Regions from separate parts of the Mus musculus genome. Here region 1 is linked to region 2. The links are chromatin contacts, called in public Hi-C maps. All regions are on one chromosome and are shown on one strand. The core of a region is the stretch at or near the end of the contact, and the rest is flanking DNA. Distances in the headings are between cores, read along the strand shown. Region 1 overlaps Ptprq (protein tyrosine phosphatase, receptor type, Q). Region 2 holds the start of Myf5 (myogenic factor 5).

Evidence for each region. Hi-C and Micro-C count contacts between places; a contact is called where the count stands out from the background.
Region 1: a contact with region 2 is called in a Hi-C map of muscle stem cells, with 2.6 times the contacts expected there. The contact joins the enhancer-like site here to the promoter of Myf5 in region 2. A contact is called at or near these places in 3 of 484 Hi-C or Micro-C datasets (Sertoli cells, muscle stem cells and nephron progenitors) and 1 of 115 datasets of contacts at active chromatin or transcription factors (embryonic stem cells).

Annotation. Positions count from the first base shown.
Region 1 is chr10:107,540,939-107,545,101 of GRCm38.p6, forward strand. It overlaps Ptprq (protein tyrosine phosphatase, receptor type, Q), which reads right to left. Exons shown (of 45, transcript NM_001370987.1): 36 at 2,454-2,480; 37 at 1,714-1,795. All of the region lies in intron 1 of Gm36177 (a long non-coding RNA gene), which reads left to right. Among named protein-coding and RNA genes, the nearest start is that of Gm36177, 48 kb to the left of the region's middle. Within about 2 kb of position 2,328, at least 6 of the 459 cell types and tissues checked have an H3K27ac peak or open chromatin away from gene starts, as enhancers often do. A contact at or near this core is called in muscle stem cells, where this site is marked.
Region 2 is chr10:107,484,365-107,488,028 of GRCm38.p6, forward strand. It overlaps Myf5 (myogenic factor 5), which reads right to left and starts at 1,770. Exons shown (of 3, transcript NM_008656.5): 1 at 1,067-1,770; 2 at 282-357. The coding sequence starts at 1,567.

The DNA.
Region 1 (4,163 bases), core at 1,078-3,577, 57 kb after region 2:
CACGTCTCCCTCCTACAGTTCTTACTCTCATCTGAATTTATACCTGGTAGAGATTACCAACACAGTAACTGATGTTTGTACCAAGCGCTCTTCACCCATAGTCATTTTACTATTCTCAATTCACCCATAGTCATTTTAATATTCTCAATTCAGTGAGGCGGATACTATCTTTTCACAAATGAAGACACTGAGGTGCAGAGAGATTAGGTAATCTGCCTAAAGTCACTTAGCATGTAAATGCTAAACTGGTAAATACCAACGTATGAAGCATTGTTTGCAATAGTATAAACCAATAAATAACTAAAAGAAAATAGAACATGTGCTAAAAGATTAGTCAACTTTAGGCATCCAATATATATGTTTATTATGATATGATAATTTTGATTAAAAATTTAATAAAGCATTAGGATAAGAATGATTTGTTATTTTTTTAATGTTTGCTTGCTTGTTTGTTTTTACAGAAGAACACTATGGCTTTCCAAAAAAGTCAAGCTAGAATTTTTCTTAATATATGAAAATATATTGGCTAATACAACTATCCATGTACTTGGGCATAAATAATCTGACTATGTTTGATCCTAGGCTGGAAAAATTACACTTTTCCTGGTGCAACATTGAAATCTCTTTCTGTGGAAAAGCTAAGGGCACCTCATGGTTGCCTCGGCTTTGCGAAGTCCAGTCCAGCATTACTTAAGAAGTATAACCAGCTAGCAGCAGAACATCCATTCATCTTCTCACAGTTGTTATTACTCCCTGAGAAACTGGAATTTTATAATCCTGAATTATTTAAGCCAATTGTCTTGTTTGTTTGTTTGTTTGTTTGTTTGTTTGTTTCAGGAGTTCACACACTAAGAAATTTATGGAAAAAAAAGTAGAAATAGACTTCTGGATACAATATAAAATATACTTTGCTTTCACAATGTAAAATAACCAGGTTATCTAGATAAGGTAGATAGGAGCCTCAAAATAGATTGCAGAGCTAAAGTTTATGTCTCTATATAATTTCAATTTTAGTGATATGAAATACTCAAGTAATCAATAAGATATGCCAAAAGAAACATAATAAAATTAACAGGTAAAAATATTTTCAACTTTAAAATAATTGAATCAATGAGGTCTTAGTTTTCCATATTTCCATGTGGGATCAAGCATTTGTTTCATAATAACTTAGAAACAGACGTTATTGAAGGCAGACACTACTTATCTGTATTGTGATGGGATCAGAAGTAGCAGTAATGTTTGCAGTGCCTGCAAAGTTTACACCACGAATGCACACTCACTAGCACTCATTCTATTCAATAGTCAACGTGCTTATATGAAATCATCAAGTGCCTAAACCTAACATGATTGTTTAAATAGGTAAAACTACATTTACAGCACAATCTAAAGCCCGTCCACAAATGCACACTAATGAACCCATCACTCGGGATTTGTACCTCCATCAGAATGGGTGAGCAAGGAACTGGGGCCAGGCTGCCATTCGACAGGGGCCTGAAGACCACCTTCTCCTAACACAGTAGGTGAATACTCTGATCAGGTTGCAGCAAAGGCCACCCAGGGTAACATTACTATCTAAACAATCAACCTGGTAATTGGGTATTGATTATCAAGGCCAGAATCCTTCATGGCCTCGCATGCTTAAAATGGACATGAAATGTGACACAGGAAACTACCGGAGGTCTTGCAATGTTGTGACAACTGCTGGCAACATACCGAAAATTCCTCTTGAAACTTTAGGTTGTTGTTTGTGCAAAGCTCTTCAACATGTTGCAGGAAGGATTTCTTGCTTACCGGCCTCCAAGTAAAGAAAAGCATTAAACAGAACCTCGTTAGCTTGTATTCTTTCTCTTAAGAGAGAGCTTGGGCACCGTCTACACAGTTAACACTTAAGCAACTGTAAAACCCCAGTTTCACAATCCTTTAAAGTCACTCGTCCTGTTTACAAAAGGAGTTCTCTCTCTTTAAGTTCACGTTCTTTACATCCGTGGTACAAAATTCTTTTAATTTTTTTTTCAGTGACTTTAAAGGAAAGATTTAGCGTTTTAATGAACAAAAGTTTTCAAGTAAATGTGAGGGCATAAAGTTATCACTGACTCCTAAAAGCACATGAATACTTCTTTGTCACACTGAAGAATGTTACACATTACAAGGTTTTAGAAGATATAAAATATTGCAGTGACTTCATTCTCATAATGATATGGCTTTTAAGCCCCAAGGAGTTTAAATGTCCCCATATTACTTCCCAAGCTAAAATACAGACATGCAGGCTTCACCCCAGAGAGAGAGAAAGCATTTCTCCAGTTACCATGCAATTAGTCATGCCTTTATGATTTATATCCAGCTTAAAGGCCTTTCCAACAAACATACGGAGAGAGAGCCACACAGTAAGAGGCACAGAGTCAGTGAATCTAAAGTTGATATTCAAAGGAAGGAGAAAAAGTTCACAAACTTACTTGATGGATTTTCTATAACTAAGTAACCTGCAACAGAGACCACGTTAGATGTATGGTGTGTGAGAGTAGATGGCTCCTTGTGAAAGAGTTCTAGATTCAAATCAGAAAATTACAGCAAAATCAACAATGTATAAGTACATTGTGGTTTCAACTAGCATGCACTTGCTAATTTCATTTTTCATTAGTTTGACAATTTTAGCTTCTCTTCCCAGTTAGAAAGGTAACATTACAATTTAAGACACTGCGTTAAAGGCAGGCTACCTCTTAATATATTGCATAGAATAAAGAGTTAATATAGACTTAAGAAACATTTTCTTTATTTATAAAGAATGTAGAATGGGAAATAGAAGTTGTTCAAAATGACATTATATTGCTCGAGCCCTGTTTCATGACTGAGTTGGAGTTAAAATACAGCCATAACAAATTACATTTATTTCAGCTACTTTATGTACATTTTTGTGATATGAACACATTGTGTAATTTACATAATTGACAACGTTATACTCTGAAACATGAAATATTTTAACACATAAATAGATAATGCACCACACACATAGAAATATCATGCACAACAAATTTGCACAGCACAAAATCACAAAAAGGCACAAAAATATAAACAAACAAAATGCACAACAGGGTCTTTACAAGGTTTTACATTTTTGATAATATTACAAGTTATTTATGATAATCCTCAAGTAAAAAATATTTCTTGGAATATGTACTTTTGAAATCATGGATGCATGAAACAAGATAATCAGACGGAAGAACAATCAAGGCATGATGAATGTTTTGAGAATGATCATAAAGATGTATGTCAAATGGAGAACACTTGAACCAACAGTATGTATCTTATGGCAAAAAAAAAAAAAAAAGATTTAATGGCACTTGTGGGGATGAAGAAGCAGGTATTATGAAGCTGGGTACTAGAATTCGAAGTCGGTGGTGGGTGTGTCAAAGAGGAAATAGCCTCCTACTTTCTCAGGGTGTAAGCTGGTAGAGCATCCTAGCGTTATCCTAGCATCAGATGTGGTAGACACCAAGCTACAAACACTGAGCAGAGGCTTGCTGGCTAAACTGAAGAGTTTATCACAAACAGCCTAAAGTGATCTCAAGAAGGCAACAGAGAACTTCTTACCATAACTTCATGGATCCAGAAGTGGCTGAGTGGGTTGTTAAGTCAGAAAAGCTTTGATTGGGGGGATGAGAAACAGAAGATCTGAAAACGTGAGGCACCGGAGGTCAGAGACATTGTAACATATGTAATAGAGACAGGTGGAGTAACCAGTCCTGTTGGAGACGATTGCCCTCACTCAGCAAGGACCAGCAAGAGAAACAGACCATGACAAGCATGCATCAGACCACCTACACCCCTAGATTATGACTGGCAAAACCTTTCATGCTGCCCTGTTTTTTAAAAGATCACGAAAGGAAAATGTGTTAGTCTAGGGAAATCTTGATTACCAACATTTGAGGAATGATTAGCATCTTTGCATTTGAGAAATTCATTTCCATGCTACTGCATGAAAATGAGAATCGTGACGTTAGTGTTGATGATGGATTCTTGACCGGGAAGAGCCAAGATTATTAGGGCTGTACTAGAGAAATTTATTTCTCTTGAAGAATTGAATTCTGAGGTGGATGCTAGTTTTTTAGGAAATCATAAACAAGGCATTTAGGAAGTCAGTGCACGTTTGTGGGATTCCTAAGAGA
Region 2 (3,664 bases), core at 520-3,019:
AATTCCCCAGGGTAGAGGTGTGGAAGACCCCTGGTAATATTTCAAGCAAAAGTGAGTGTGTGTGTGTGGGGGGGGGGGGGATGCATGCACGTGCATGCGTGTATGCTGGTCTGTCTGTCTGTCTGTCAGGGTAATCTGGAGCACAAAACGGTCCTTAGCCTCCCCCACAACAGCCATCGTTTATATACCTGTTCTAAATACTACTTTGAAGGACAGACTGCCATGACTGAATTACGAGACTGAACAGATCTTTAAAGGTGTCTGAAGTTATCAGTTCTTACCATTTGATACATCAGGACAGTAGATGCTGTCAAAGCTGCTGTTCTTTCGGGACCAGACAGGGCTGTTACATTCAGGCTGTTAACACAAAACGCACAGAAATATATTTTTAAGCCTTGGCCAAAAAGACGCACAGACCTAGGGTGAGATCATACCAGCCCCCTAACTCAGGAAACCGAACGGTCTTAGTTCCCTCCCCGGCAGCACTGATCTAGGAAGGGGCTGATGTCTCCAAATCTCCAGGGCACCAAGGTCAGTCTCGGGGCTGGGAGAAGAGGAAAACAGAAGCAAAGAGAAAACAAGTCAGAGAAACCCCGCAGCAATGCGCCCTGGGTTAACCATGCAAAATGGATTGCGGTAGAAGGAAGCCACACTAATTCGGGGAGAGAATGCTTTCCCAGGGCAAAAACACATTAGAAACCTGCCAACACCACAGCCCTCTGAAAACAGTGTATCAACATTGCCTTCCAGCCTGGCCTCAGAGCAGGAATTGGAATGAAGTTGGGATGCTTTCTAATTAGTTACTGAGCTATATACACTGGGTGGCTGCTCTAAGTAAGAAATAACAGAGAAAATACTTTGTTAGTCACTTAAAGGCAAGCCAAGCTTTTACTGCCATCTCCATGCATCTGCAAACAGCTAGGAAATCAAACTAAAATCCTGTAGGACAGTTTTCGTTTTTGTTTTTTAAATCTTTCTGTGAACACGGCTCTTAAAGCAATGGTCCCACTGGTTTAGAAGAGGTACCAGGACTTTTCACAAAGACTATGGTAAAAGCGAGGCTTACCATGCCGTCAGAGCAGTTGGAGGTGGGGCTGGTGGGCTCAGAGCAGCTCTGTCCCGGCAGGCTGTAATAGTTCTCCACCTGTTCCCTCAGCAGCTCCTGGAGGCTCTCAATGTAGCGGATGGCATTCCTGAGGATCTCCACCTTGGGGAGTCTCTGGTTAGGGTTGGTGGTGGTGCACCTCTTGAGCGTCTCGAAAGCTTGGTTGACCTTCTTCAGGCGTCTACGCTCGCGCATGGTGGCGGCCTTGCGCCGATCCATGGTAGTGGACTTCCTCTTGCAAGCTTTGCAGGCCCACATGAGGCAGTGGCCAGCCTGGTGGTGGCCGGTAGGTGCACGCACGTGCTCCTCATCGTCTGAGCCCTGCAGCTCAGCTTTGTGTGCTCCGAAGGCTGCTACTCTTGGCTCAAACTGGTCCCCAAACTCATCCTCTGGTGAGGGGATACAGGAGCCTTCATAGAAGTACTCAGAAGGGGAGAACTGGCAGCCGTCCGTCATGTCCATCCTTCAGAGAAGCAGGTGGGAATACCTGGATTCAGCAGAGAGGGAGACACGCCAGTCCCTGGCTGCTGCAGGCCAGCAAATCCAGGCGGAGCTCCCGGAGTTTGGGACTGTCTCTCTGTAATTAACAAGGACAGATGCCTGTTGGCCAGGGTCGGTCAGTGGCTGAGGTTGGGGCTCTTTATATATTCCTGGGGGATGGGAAGGGAGGTTGGTCCCTGTAGCTGGGCGTTATTAGCATATCCCACCACAACCCCCCACAGGGGCTGTCTGGGCAAGCCTCTTGTCTTTCTTCTAGAGACACTTTGCAGTTTACTGGTCCCTTTGACGCTAATGATTTTACTGCAGCCTAACCTGCTCGGTGGCCTTCTGGATAAACTAAACCTAGGGATCACTTAAAGGGGTTGGGGTTGGCTTCTTGAAATTGATCACACTTTAACATAATCAGCAGCAGCAGCACGGTAGCAAGACATTAAAGTTCCGTATTTCCGTCTAACACCAAAGGGAACCTAGCTTCTGGATTCTTAACGCACGGATCTCCGGTGCTTGCTTCTCATTTTCATGAACTTTACCAAAAGATTGAGTCAGTTTGTGTACTGGTAACAGTTGGTAAAATAGTGAGGTGGCATTTTCATGGATGGCATGAACCTAGAGAGCTTGGTGTTTCAAAACCTGTTTGACAAAGACCAAAGAAGTAAAGTTCTGATGAGAGAGATGGTCATCTCATGGGGATGACAGTAGCTGAGCTTCCTTTCTGAGGTCTGGCTCTGTCAGAGGGTCACACGTTTCTTCTGCTGCCCTGAAAAGGAAGTGGACCAGGTGACCTTCCCCCGCATCCTTCCCCTCCGAGCTTCCATCCTTCCCAGCACACGTGTCTGTTGCCTCTTCCTCTGCATCAGACCTAGGCTAATACCTGCACTGGGAGATTCCCACGCCTGAGGAGGACGGTCACCGGCAGCGGTCCAGTTTCTCACAGAAAGCTCCCCGTCCAGCTTGGGGTTTCTTTTCTCCAGAGTCTGCTGCTCCGCCCTACCGTGTCTACAGACTAAACAGCCAGCCAAGGCTTCTCGGGGTCGCTAATTTTCTGCTTTTCAGGCCAGCTAACACCGTTACAGATGGGTCCCAGCTGCCAGCTAAGAGAGATCCTGGGCTAGTGTAAAATTTCCAACTCCTCTTAAAAGAGTGGCTTCACACACTTTGGTGACAAAAGCCTTTCAGAAATGCCATTTGCAGACAGGTCTTTGAAACTTTTGTCAACTGAAGACAAAGGGGAAAACTGCCATTCATTCATATATATATATATATATATATATATATATATATATATATATATATATATATTCAGCCTATTCCTCAGCTTTTATGATTTCTTCTCCACTGTTGATCCGCTTTCAGATCACGTGAGAGGGGAGATGTTATTCATATCCAAGAAACACCATTACTTACGGTCAACACAAATTCTCTGAGAGCTTTAAACCTCTTTTTTGTAGCCCCGTTGTAAAAATGGACTGTTCACACTTGGGAGTGTCATCCAATTAAGTAAGTGTTGTGGATTCAAAGTGACCCTTTGTATGTGTGTGTATATGTGTGTGTGTGTGTGTGTGTGTGTGTGTGTGTGTGTGTATGTGTGTGTGTGTATGTGTTACACTGCCTTTTAGTGGTGATGATGATGATGGTGATGACGACGACGATGACTCAGAGTGACTTTTCTAAAGCAGCCAAGTCTGACAGATCTGGTATCTATCGGGGCCAGATACATTATAACTGTCTGTGAAGGCAAGGACTTTAAGGAAGGGACCAGAAGGTGCCAATCACTGCACTTGCTAGCTGTGTCTGTCTCTGTTCCCTCTACCCTGTCCTGTAATCTTGAAGACAGATTTCTTCTGTAAATCAGGTCTGGTGGGTCTCACACTGAGGGGCTATTTAATCAATTGGCCAATGAAAAATCCAACTGTACCCCTATTGGGACCGGATTAAAAATGTCTGCCTTTGAAATGAATACAATATTGGGACAACACTAGATTTAAACACACACACACACACACACACACACACACACACACACACACACACACACGCGTACTCCTGAAGACAAGGCTC